3 separate regions of the Sus scrofa genome follow, and all the other regions are linked to region 3. Evidence: chromatin contacts called from public HiChIP or PLAC-seq data. All regions are on one chromosome and are shown on one strand. Each heading gives the region's core, a stretch centred on a gene start, on an enhancer-like site or on the middle of the called end of the contact. The rest is flanking DNA. Distances are from core to core; before and after follow the strand shown.

Region 1 (3,444 bases), core at 421-2,920, 320 kb after region 3:
CCTCCCTCCCCACTTTCCGCCAACCCCACCGTTAAGAACTTTACCTCCCACATCAGAGAATTGTCTCCGTGGGTCTTGACTTCACTGGCATTGACCACTTTACCCTGAAAGGGTCCAAACCTGACTCCTTTGGCCACGAGGCTATTGCAGAACACACCAAAATGTGCGACCTCACCAAACATCGTCTGCCGCAGGCAGAGACCTAGGAAGATCCCAAGGCAGAAAAGAATGCCAGTCAGGAAACTGACCGCATTTGCTGGGGAAAAGGATTCCAAGCCAGGAGCCCTGCCTACCTTCCGGGAGCTGAAGGGAGCTGTTATCCAGAGTCTGAGGAAGAGAATCAGACCCTAGAAAAAGACAGGGTTAAATGTTTATGTTTCGATGAAACGTAGTATGAAAGGCTTTCATGCCGAGTTTTCCAACCCACTAGCTGGAGCTCACCATTGTACTCAGTTTTGATGTTACCTGTCTTTTTTCCTGCTCCTTTTACATATGCAATTTCTTATTTGAGACTCCGAAGGAGGCTAGTTGGTTATGCTGTAATTAACCCCCCTTGCACATGTAAGGAACTTGAGAAATCAGAGATAATGCTGATTCGGGCTGAGGTCAGGTGGCTGAGCCGAGACTCCCAGTGTAAAAGGCACGAGGTTCTCATTGAAATACCTCGTACTTTCTGCTAGAATCTGAGCCAGCCTGATTACCCCACAGCACAAACCATTTCTCCCCTCCCCCTCATTCTCACTAAAACCACCTCAGGAGTCGCGGAGTTAAGTAAATGGGGCTGGGAGGTGAGCCTGACCTCTGCAGCTCCATCCTCTCCTGGAAGCCGGGTACACTCCGGATCAGGACCCGCACTGCCTCGAATCCACCTTGAAGCGCCTCTTCGCTGCTCCTGCCTCCTTCCCACCTCTTCTCCCCTCCCACCCAGGTCCTGGATCCTGTGGACTGCCCTTACCAGAGCTGTTGGTGGGGACCAGGAGGCCCGACATCGCGTGGTGCAAGCGGGCTGGGTGCTGAGGGCTGGGAATGACCCCGTACAGAACTAAGTGCAGGTCTTCCTGGGTGAAGTGGTAACGGGGCGATGCCTTTCTCTCTTGGTTCACGAGTTTGGGGCCATCCTCAGAGCGCTCGCCGGGGGAGCCAGGTAACAACTGGGAGGGCTTCGGCCTCTCGGGTAGCAGAGAAGCATCCACTGGGGGCGGCGGAAGGAAAACTTCAGGTCCCCAACACTGGCCACCATCGCTCCGGCCGCCGACCTGGCCCAAGTTTTCGGCGGGGGCGCCCGTGAACTCGCGCGGGCTGTTCAGGAAGTGTGGCACCTCCCTGGGCAGGTGGGGGATCGGGTACCACGTCGGCAGCTTGCTGTACCAGGGCACATCATAGAGCGGCTCCCTCGGCAGCGCCAGCCCGGGGCTCAGCAAGGGAGGCGCTGTCCGGAAGGCGAAGGGGGGCAGAGCCGGGGACGCCGACAGGGCCTCCAGCTGCCGGAAAGGTTGGAAACCCTCCTCCGCCGTGGTGAGGGTGTTCCCGTAATGGCCATAGTGCGGGAAAGGGGTGTAGTAGGCGGCCAGGTGTTGGGGGCTGCTCTGAAGCCTGTCGGGCGAGTAGCACTCCTTGTCCTGGGGACCGGTCTCACCTGGCAGCCGCAGAGCCATCCTGGGCCACCGCGAGCGGTCCGCCTGCGGGAAAAGCAAGCGCAGCCGAGTGAGGGGTGCCGGGCGCTGCGGACATCCCCTCTTGCCACACTTCCACCATCCGAGGCAGCCCCGGGTTGAAGGGAATTGGATACACTTCCCAGTTCAATCCCGAAAGACCTACCCCACCAACAAAACAAAAAGCAGCCATAAATCCGCCCCCCTCCCCCCCCAAAAAAAACCCAAAACAAAACGAAAATCTACCGAGATTCCGCCTGACTTCAAGTTCCTGGTAAGTGTCGCCTTTGCCTTCTCTCTCCAAACCCACCTTGACCCAGGACGGCTGGCTTCCAACACCCCCTCTCTACATTCTGCCCAAACCCGGCTCCTGCAAAATCCGTTTCAAGTTCCCTATCCTGCCCTCTTCCTCATCAAAAAAAAAAAAAAAAAAAAAAATCCTCTTTTCCAGGGTGGGTCGGAGCCGCGGGGTCTTCCCAGCCTCGGGGCTGGGAGCCTAGAGAAATACCGGGCTGAGCTCGGGCGCAGGCGGCAGCTCCAGGCGCTCCTAGGTCCCTATCCCGGAGGGCAGAGCCACGAGCTCGGGTAGGATAACGCAGCCGACGCGCTCCCCCAGCCCGGGGACAGGTTCAGGGAGGCCGCCCCGCTGCGAGGCCCAGTGCTGACCCCGCGGGCCCAGGGGACCCGGCTGAGAGGAGGAGGAGGGCGCCACCTTCGGCTCCCCTCGGAGCTCCGCAGCCAGCGCGGGTTCCCCACGTGTGCCGAGTCCCGCCACATCCCCCCAGGTTCCCGACCTGGCGGCTTAGGAGTAGGCGAGGACGAACCCCAGGCCAGGCAGCTGAGAGAAGGTTCCCGGACCCGCGCCGCCGCCGCCTCCACTCGGAATGGATGTCGTTTTAATGGACAAAAGTTCACCAAGGCTGGGGGATGGAGCCCCTTCAGGGCCAGCGGGTCTTAAGGGCAAGATCAATGAGCCCGATATGGAAACGAACCAGGGTCGTGACTCAGAAATTACAGAACATGGGGTCAGGAGAAGAGGTCAGCCACGACGAAGGCATCTGCCTGTCTCCTCCTGAGCCCCCCAACGGCGCTCCGCTCCTGCTCTCGCCTCAACCCGAGGATCTGCGATTTGGGGTTGAAAGCCACTTAAGGAGTAAAAGCCCCAAGAGGGCAAAACCACCCCCCTAAAACTACGGCGCCAGCGACAGCTCTGCCTGCGCGACCGACCACCCGGGCGGGCGATGGCCCCGGGCCACCGCGTCGCGCCGGGTCTGGCACCCACCTTGGAGAGCTAAGCCGCGGAGCGGGCGCCTCCGGGCAGCTAAGGGACGGCGCGGGCTCGGGACCGGTAGGCTTCGGGCCGGCCCGCAGGGCTGAACCGGGTTTAAGAGCGCGGCGGGCGGGGCAGCGGGCAAAGAGAGCGCGAGGGTGGGGAAGGGACTCGGCCCACGCAGGTCCCCAGACCCTTCTCCCCGCCCACCGCGGCCATTGGCCGACGCTCGACTTGCCCTCGGTCCTTAGGGGGTCGCGCACTTAACTCACATCTCCAAACCCTGTCGGGGACCCAGCGGAGAGCGCTCGCCCCTCGCTCTTTAGGGGCGGGCACTGTGGCCGCTCTAGGCTGGCGGAATGGGGCAGCAAAAGGCCCGGGCAAGTGACGCCGGGGTCCCCAGACCCGCCCCTCTGCGCTCACAGCAACCCCGTACCCACGCGCATAAGGCCGGGACTCGTGTGCCGGGGTCTCTCCCCTGCCTTTCGGCTTCCAGTTCCCAAGAGCCGAGCTTGGCAGAAA
Region 2 (3,860 bases), core at 81-2,580, 380 kb after region 3:
AGGTACAAACAGAGGAGAAGCCATTAAACTCCCTATGGCATTTTGTTTTTATTTTTGCTTTTTAGGGCCGCACCCTTGGCATATGGAAGTTCCCAGGCTAGGGGTCAAATCAGAGCTGTAGCCGCCGGCCTACTAAGCCAAAGCTCAGGGCAACGCCAGATCCTTAACCCATTGAGCGAGGCCAGGGATTGAACCCGAAATCTCATGGTTCCTAGTTGGAATTGTTTCCACTGTGCCACGATGGGAACTTAAAACTCCCTACTGTGTTTCTTCCTCACCTCTCAACTCTCTGACTCATGGGCCACAAGGAACCCTCCATTCCCTAAGAAATAGGCAGGTTGAGAGAGAAGCAAAAACCCTTATTTTGCTTTACCTTTTTCTGAATGATCAGGATTCACTTTTCTTTTTTAGGGCTGCACCCACGGCATATGGAGGTTCCCAGGCTAGGAGTCTATTCAGAGCTGTTGCTGCCGGCCTACGGCACAGCCACAGTAAAGAGGGATCAGAGCCATGTCTGCGACCTACATCACAGCTCATGGCAACACTGGATCCTTAACCCACTGAGCGAGGCCAGGGATTGAACCTGCAACCTCATGGCTCCTAGTTGGATTCATTTCCACTGCACCACAATGGGAACTCCAGCAATCACTTTGAGAAAGGAACCATTAATTAAAGCTATTTTGGAATTTGGTTGATGGTTGCCGTTTCTCCTTTGAGAAATGGGTCAAATTGGTTCTGAAGAGGGAAAGATCATTCTGCTTACCAATTTAACACAGAGGTTCTCTGTCTTTCTAACTACGTCCCTGGAGCAGGAAAGGTATTTTCTTCCACTCAAAACTATGGGACAACATGAGGTGACTATCAAGTTATGCAAACTAAGTGTTCAGTGTTCATAGTAAAGAAAGACTTCTTAAGCTTACAAAAATATCCAAATAAAAATAAACAATAAAAATGTACTATATAACAGTCTAAAGTCTTCCAGCTTTATAGTCCACTAAATGTAACATGTACTTAGAAAACATTTATCTATAATAGATTTCCATGTACAACTGCTATTTATAGGAGAATTCCTAAGAGATAATATTCTGATACAAATTTTTAGTAGTATATTATTCCTAAAAAGTCAGCATAACTTTCTAAGTTTCTGTATTTTAAATATTCAGCCATATCTTAAGATACAGAAAATCTTTTTTAACTGTAACAAAGGGAACTATAACAATCATCTGAAGAACTTTATATATGCAGGTCAGCCTCATTCCATGCTGATTAAATTAACCACAAGCGCCTGCAGCAAGGCCAAGCTCACCAGAATCAGCCTGAATATTGTTTTGATGGGCTAGGACGGTAGATGGTGCTATTTGACCATAAAAACCTTGAAGTGACTAAGCTGTTTGCATCAGATTTTAATAATCCCTGTTTCTGATGGTGATTACATGGGAATTTCTTGGCATAACCATCAATATCTCATACTCACTGCTCTGTGAAATTCGCAATGCTGTTTTCTGGGCTCCAACAGGTGTAACGGGGCTGTTTTCAGCTGTGAGTTGCATGAGGTCATTGATGATGGCTTGCTTGTCAACTGATCCAGCAGGGGCGCCTGGCCTCGTGTCTGGGAAAAGCTGTGGTAATTGACTATTCTGCAAATCATCCAAAATCTCCTCCAAGTTGTCCAGCTCACTGCCAGGCTGCGGTTAACAAACAGAAGAGTTTATCCAGGCCTAAGCTAAGAGTGGGTGCCGCACTCCTATTTCTAATTACAGACCTAAGGCCAAGGAAAAGATGCAGACGCGTGCATACCTCAGACCTAACAGTTAAGTGATCATCGTAAAAAAAATTAAATTGACAAAGGACAAATACTTTGATCTCTTGGTCCTCAGTTTCTTCAGGTGTAAAAATAGAGCTGACTGAATTAGAAGGAAAGCTCTCTCCTAGTATTGTGAGTCACTGGCAACTTATAAAATCCCCTTTATTTTGTGCTAGTGGTTCAATTCATCATGAGTACGTGTATTTCTAATAAAGTAAGAGTGGACCTTACAGACAAGGTTTTGTGGTTAACAATCCCTAAGAAATAACAACAACAAATTGGTAGAAAGTAGGATGCCAATTTACACCAAATCAGTATTAGTAAATGGTCATTTTAGAACTTTCTTTTTCTTTTTAACAGCAAGGGGGAAAATGCACAATAGGCTTGCAGTAACCCTGAATAGCTCAGCACTGCCTTTTCACTTTGAGTGGTGTTTTTTTCCTGCTTACACTTTCAGTTTCGAATGACACTGAAAACCAGTCACTTACCAGCTTAGGTGACAAATGTAGGGAAGCAGGATAAAAGCAGGCTGCCCCCAAACATAGCATCTAATAATCTGACTTTATAGAAGCCATAAAAATCCTTCTTAGGGCTTTTTCCTTTATTAGGATAGCTTCCTTTCAATTACCAACGTTCAAATAATAAGTTAGCTATCTCCACTACTTCACATCTAGCACTTTTGTTCTGGAGAGCTCAATTGAATTTATGGTCTTTTAAGTAGTATCTCTCTATGTACCAAGTATTTAAAAATCAGACGGTGCCAACCACATAGGTAAATAGCTAAAGTTAAATGCCAGGAGTTCTTTCTAGTGCAAAGAGTGGTTAAGAGTGATTCTCCTGATGTGTGTAAAACACAAGTTAGGCAATTTCCCCAAAGTCACTGGATGGACTTTGAATCCTTGACCATGACTAACCCTTTTTTCTACACTGGCAATTCAAGTGAAATCATTTACAAGAAGAGGTATACTTTTTTTTTTCTTTTTCTTTTTAGGGCCGTACCCATAGCACATGGAGGTTCCCTGGCTAGGGGTTGAATTGGGGCTACAGCTGCCAGCCTATACCACAGCCACGCAGGATCCAAACCTCGTCTTGTGACCTATACCACAGCTCATGGCAACGCCAGATCCTTAACCTACTGCGCAAGGCCAGGGATCAAACCCACAACCTCATGGTTCCTAGTCAGATTCGTTACCACTGTGCCACGACGGGAACTCCAAATATGAGGTATACTTAAAGCAGAATGGCTTACAGTTTTATTCAATACAAAAGAAACCAGATTTACTGAGGTTTTTACAATTTATGGCCAATGTACTATCTATGGAGGGAGCCTTTTTAGGGGACATATTTCTCAAGTTAAGAAGGATACAATGATGCAGTATTTTATTGCATTCTTTGTTCATAGTCAACTAGCTTACCAAGAACTTGGAGATCCATTTTCCAAGGAATTCCTAACACATTGTTAGAGCAATTACCAGACCATTTTCTAGTTAGCTTCTAACAAGAGTGAGGGATCAAATTTGGGAGAGCTACATCCTTAAGGAAGGGTTAGGTTCCAAAAGCATCCTGAAGTATAGACAGACACAGACAAGACGATCCTCAGAACTCCTTAGGAAGGAACTTTACTGTCAGGCCCCTCCAAGGACGACAAGGCCAGTTTCCCCTCCAGAGTGAAAGCACATCTTTACTTCTTTGGCTGAGTCAGAAGTGATGGTAGTGCATGTAGGGGCCATTCCGCATTTCAAAAGACAGTGGCTACATTTTCACACTAATGGAGCTTCAAGGAAACCAAAACTCAGTCAAGGCTTGTAGGTGGGCAAAACTGCTCACACTACTTAGCCATTTAATAGCCACTTCTTCATTTTTTTTTCTTTTCTGAATGTGTATGGATGATTTTGTGTAAGCTAAATGTCTGTGTAAAGTGACTCCATTGTCAAGGTACTGCTGTCATGTTTTCTTCAATGTGTAAGGTACACCTATTGTTCTCAAAGAACAGTGCCTGATAGTTCCCTTGTGGTGCAAAAGGTTAAGGATCTGGGGTTGTCACTGCAGTGGCTTA
Region 3 (3,479 bases), core at 791-3,290:
ACCGTGGGCTGAAAGTGAGCCCACTGCTGTATGAAGCAGAGACAATACTTTCAAGAATTAGATTTTTCTCTGTTGAGATGAGGATGCTCCTGCTCCCTGGTGTTAGGGAAAGCACGGCAGACGGCGGAGGGCGGGGCGGTGGGGGGGAGGTGTGCTGGGGGGCGGCAAAGGGAGCTGCAAATGTTGAGGTCTTTTGTGCTCAGCATTGATTCACTGTTCTGCTGACGAATAGAAGTGGTGATTAAAGGTATCTCCCTTCTGTTCTGAATTTCTAGCCCCCACACAGGAGGGCATCCCAGGACTCCAGAATCTGCATCCTTTCCCCCGCCAAACCTCTTCCCCTACATTACTGCACCTCCCAGCCTACACAGCACAGGAGACCCAGAGCTAGAGGGGAACCAAGCCAACCACTAATAGGTGTCAGCAGAAGAGGCGATGTCATCAACCTTGCCACCCTAATAGGTATTAGGAACTCAAACCCAGGAGGAACCGTAAGGGCCGAGATTAGCAGAGCATGTGTTTCCCATAATGGCCACTAGGTGTCACTCTAGCGCAACTAAAGACCTCTTTGCCAGGTGCCAGGACTTGGGCCCTGGCAAAGCGGATTTCTAAAATCAAAAAAAAAAAAAAAAAAAAAAGGAAAAAAAAAAGGTAGGAGGGAGGTTCCCGTCACGGCGCAGCGGAAATGAATCCAATTAAGAACCATAAGGTTGCAGGTTCGATCCCTGGCCTCACTCAGTGGGTTAAGGATCTGGCATTGCCACGAGCTGTGGTGTAGGTCACAGAGATAACTTGAATCTGGCGTTGCTGTGGTTCTGGTGTAGGCCAGCGGCTACAGCTCCAATTAGACCCCTAGCCTATGCTGCGGGGGCAGCCCTAAAATGCAAAAACAAAAAACAAAAAAAAAGGGCAGCAGTACAACCATTTCAACAAGAAAACACCTAGAACAACTTGATCCATAGCAGACTCATTCTTTTTCAGTGCCTAGGATCTTGGCCATTCCAGCAGGCCAAAGAATATCTTGGCCTTCTACTGATTTATATCAGTGTTATGAGTTGGAAATGCATCAAACTTTGACATTTAAATTCAAGAGTGAGCACTGAATATTGATCTCTTTGCTTTCCAATGACCCTGTGCAATTAAAGAACGTTTTTGGCTCCCATACCCTGAAGCTACAGAGGCCATCTCTGCCCAGATGGCAATTTCAAGAAAAAGAAAGGCACTGGATGCTTTTTAACAGCTTTTAAAATGCTGAGGTTTTACCAAGTCTGGGACGAAGCAAGGAAGATGAGTGGCCACATTCATAACCTTTCTGCTCCCTTCATTTCTTTTCTTTTTTTTTTTTTTTTTTTTTTTTTTGTCTTTTTGCCATTTCTTGGGCCGCTCCCGCAGCATATGGAGGTTCCCAGGCTAGGGGTCTAATCAGAGCTGCAGCCACTGGCCCACGCCAGAGCCACAGCAATGCAGGATCCGAGTCATATCTGCAACCTACACCACAGCTCACGGCAACACCGGATCGTCAACCCACTGAGCAAGGGCAGGGACCGAACCCGCAACCTCATGGTTCCTAGTCAGATTCGTTAACCACTGCGCCACGACGGGAACTCCTCCCTTCATTTCTTAAAGAGAAACGGTTCTCTCGTTTGTGTATTTCAAACAGCATAGTATCCAGAATGGCTCTGCCTCTCCCTTGAAAGTGTGGGTATTGAAGAGATTCAAGAGAAACCCTTTTGCTTAAATTCCACATGTCATTGAAGAGAAGGTGGTAGAATTGGGCAGGGGTTATTATTTGCTCTTTGCATAAATGGCTCCCTAGATAAATGAACCAAGCCAGGGAGGAAAAGAAAGTCAGCACAGATGCAAACGCTCCCTCCAATAGTCCATGCATCTTGGGCCACTGTGACCTTTTAGTTTAGGTGTGCAAGGGCGGGCTGGAGTGAGAAATGGAAATCAATTGCCCTGCTTTCCACCTAGGGTGCTTGAGGCTGGAGTCTAAATATAACCACTTTGCACTTCAGTCTATGAGTCATGCTGTTATTTCCATGGCTCCTTTAGCTCCTTCCGCCTCTCACCTAAAAGTTTTAGATGCCAGTTTACTTAGAGAACTCTGCTGGACATAAGACAAGACCTCAACATCCAGGACTTTTTCTTGTCCGATCACAAGTTCTTCCTCCAGTCTCAAGCCACCTCCTGGGCCCCTTGAGCAATGATTCGCTTATTATCTAGTAGAGATTAAGGAAAGAGAGCGTTTAACAGCTGTGCTGACCAAGCTTTGATATGTACTCCTTTGGAAATTACTTTTTATGCTTGAGAATTGCCCTCGATTTACCAGTTTTTAGAAAAATGAGTTGGACTCCTTTAGGAATATCCTTACTTGGAGTTCCCGTCGTGGCGCAGTGGTTAACGAATCCGACTAGGAACCATGAGGTTGCGGGTTCGGTCCCTGCCCTTGCTCAGTGGGTTAAGGATCCAGTGTTGCCGTGAGCTGTGGTGTAGGTTGCAGACGCGGCTCGGATCCCGTGTTGCTGTGGCTCTGGCGTAGGCCGGTGGCTACAGCTCCGATTCAACCCCTAGCCTGGGAACCTCCATATGCCACGGGAGCGGCCCAAGAAATAGCAACAACAACAGCAAAAAGACAAAAAAAAAAAAAAAAAAAAAAAAGACAAAAGGAATATCCTTACCTGATCATGGTCAACTGTGTGGCAAAGAATAATACCCATCAAAGGGCTGCCATATGTTCCCCAACACTGCCAGGATCCCAGCACTTAAGCAAGGACGTGGTACTAGTTCAGACTAATGCAATGTGACATGTGTCCCTTCAGGGCTGAGAAAGAGCCAAGTCCCTTTGCCTTTCTCTGGGCCCTTCCTTTCCTGGCCTCAGCAACCCTTAAAGTTCTAAATGATGCGACCTCAAAATGGGGAAGTCTTTGTCAGACAGGGTTTCTGAGGGGCTCTCTGGAAACGACCCATAGAGACATATTCTGTAAATGAGAAATAAACCTCTGTGCTATGAAGCCACTGAGATTTGGAGGTTGGCATGTTCCATACGTATAACGTAGCCTATCCTGAATAATGCCAACCACATTCAAGGCGCATAATTCTGCAACCCCAAATTCTATTTGAATTGAAATAGGTAAGTAGTGAAATAGTTAAAATTACTGTCTTTGATGACTCAATGGAAAATGCGGTACTGCAGGTTCCTAAAACTATAATCCTAATAGTTCTTACATTGGACATTTGGTTTTGAGGCAGAGTTATCAGTTACATAAAGAGTTCATTACTACCATTTTCCAGAGTAAGTTAAGCCCATTTAATCCCATCAAAGCACTCTACTGGTAACCCTCTTTCTTTTTGTCTTTTTAGGGCTGTACCCAAAGCATATGGAGGTTCCCAGGCTAGGGGTCTAATTGGAGCTGTAGCCGCCAACCTACACCACAGCCACAGCAATGCCAGATCCTTGACCCACTGAACGAAGCCAG

What was found. HiChIP or PLAC-seq counts read pairs in DNA pulled down with a chosen protein or histone mark.
Region 1: an H3K27ac HiChIP or PLAC-seq map of skeletal muscle shows a contact between it and region 3, with 8 times the contacts expected there. The contact joins the promoter of PRDM14 here to the enhancer-like site in region 3. A contact is called at or near these places in 5 of 47 Hi-C or Micro-C datasets (fetal skeletal muscle, heart right ventricle, mesenteric adipose tissue and 2 more) and 1 of 2 datasets of contacts at active chromatin or transcription factors (skeletal muscle).
Region 2: an H3K27ac HiChIP or PLAC-seq map of skeletal muscle shows a contact between it and region 3, with 4 times the contacts expected there. The contact joins two enhancer-like sites. A contact is called at or near these places in 1 of 47 Hi-C or Micro-C datasets (embryonic fibroblasts) and 1 of 2 datasets of contacts at active chromatin or transcription factors (skeletal muscle).

The regions. Positions count from the first base shown.
Region 1 is chr4:65,272,214-65,275,657 of Sscrofa11.1, reverse strand. It overlaps PRDM14 (PR domain zinc finger protein 14), which reads right to left and starts at 1,670. Exons shown (of 7, transcript XM_021090784.1): 1 at 956-1,670; 2 at 294-347; 3 at 45-202. The coding sequence starts at 1,655.
Region 2 is chr4:65,206,926-65,210,785 of Sscrofa11.1, reverse strand. It overlaps NCOA2 (nuclear receptor coactivator 2), which reads right to left. Exons shown (of 23, transcript NM_001114275.1): 12 at 1,475-1,685. Among named protein-coding and RNA genes, the nearest start is that of PRDM14, 65 kb to the left of the region's middle. Within about 2 kb of position 1,330, at least 29 of the 83 cell types and tissues checked have an H3K27ac peak or open chromatin away from gene starts, as enhancers often do. A contact at or near this core is called in skeletal muscle, where this site is marked.
Region 3 is chr4:65,589,347-65,592,825 of Sscrofa11.1, reverse strand. No RefSeq gene overlaps it. Among named protein-coding and RNA genes, the nearest start is that of SLCO5A1, 150 kb to the right of the region's middle. Within about 2 kb of position 2,040, at least 2 of the 83 cell types and tissues checked have an H3K27ac peak or open chromatin away from gene starts, as enhancers often do. A contact at or near this core is called in skeletal muscle, where this site is marked.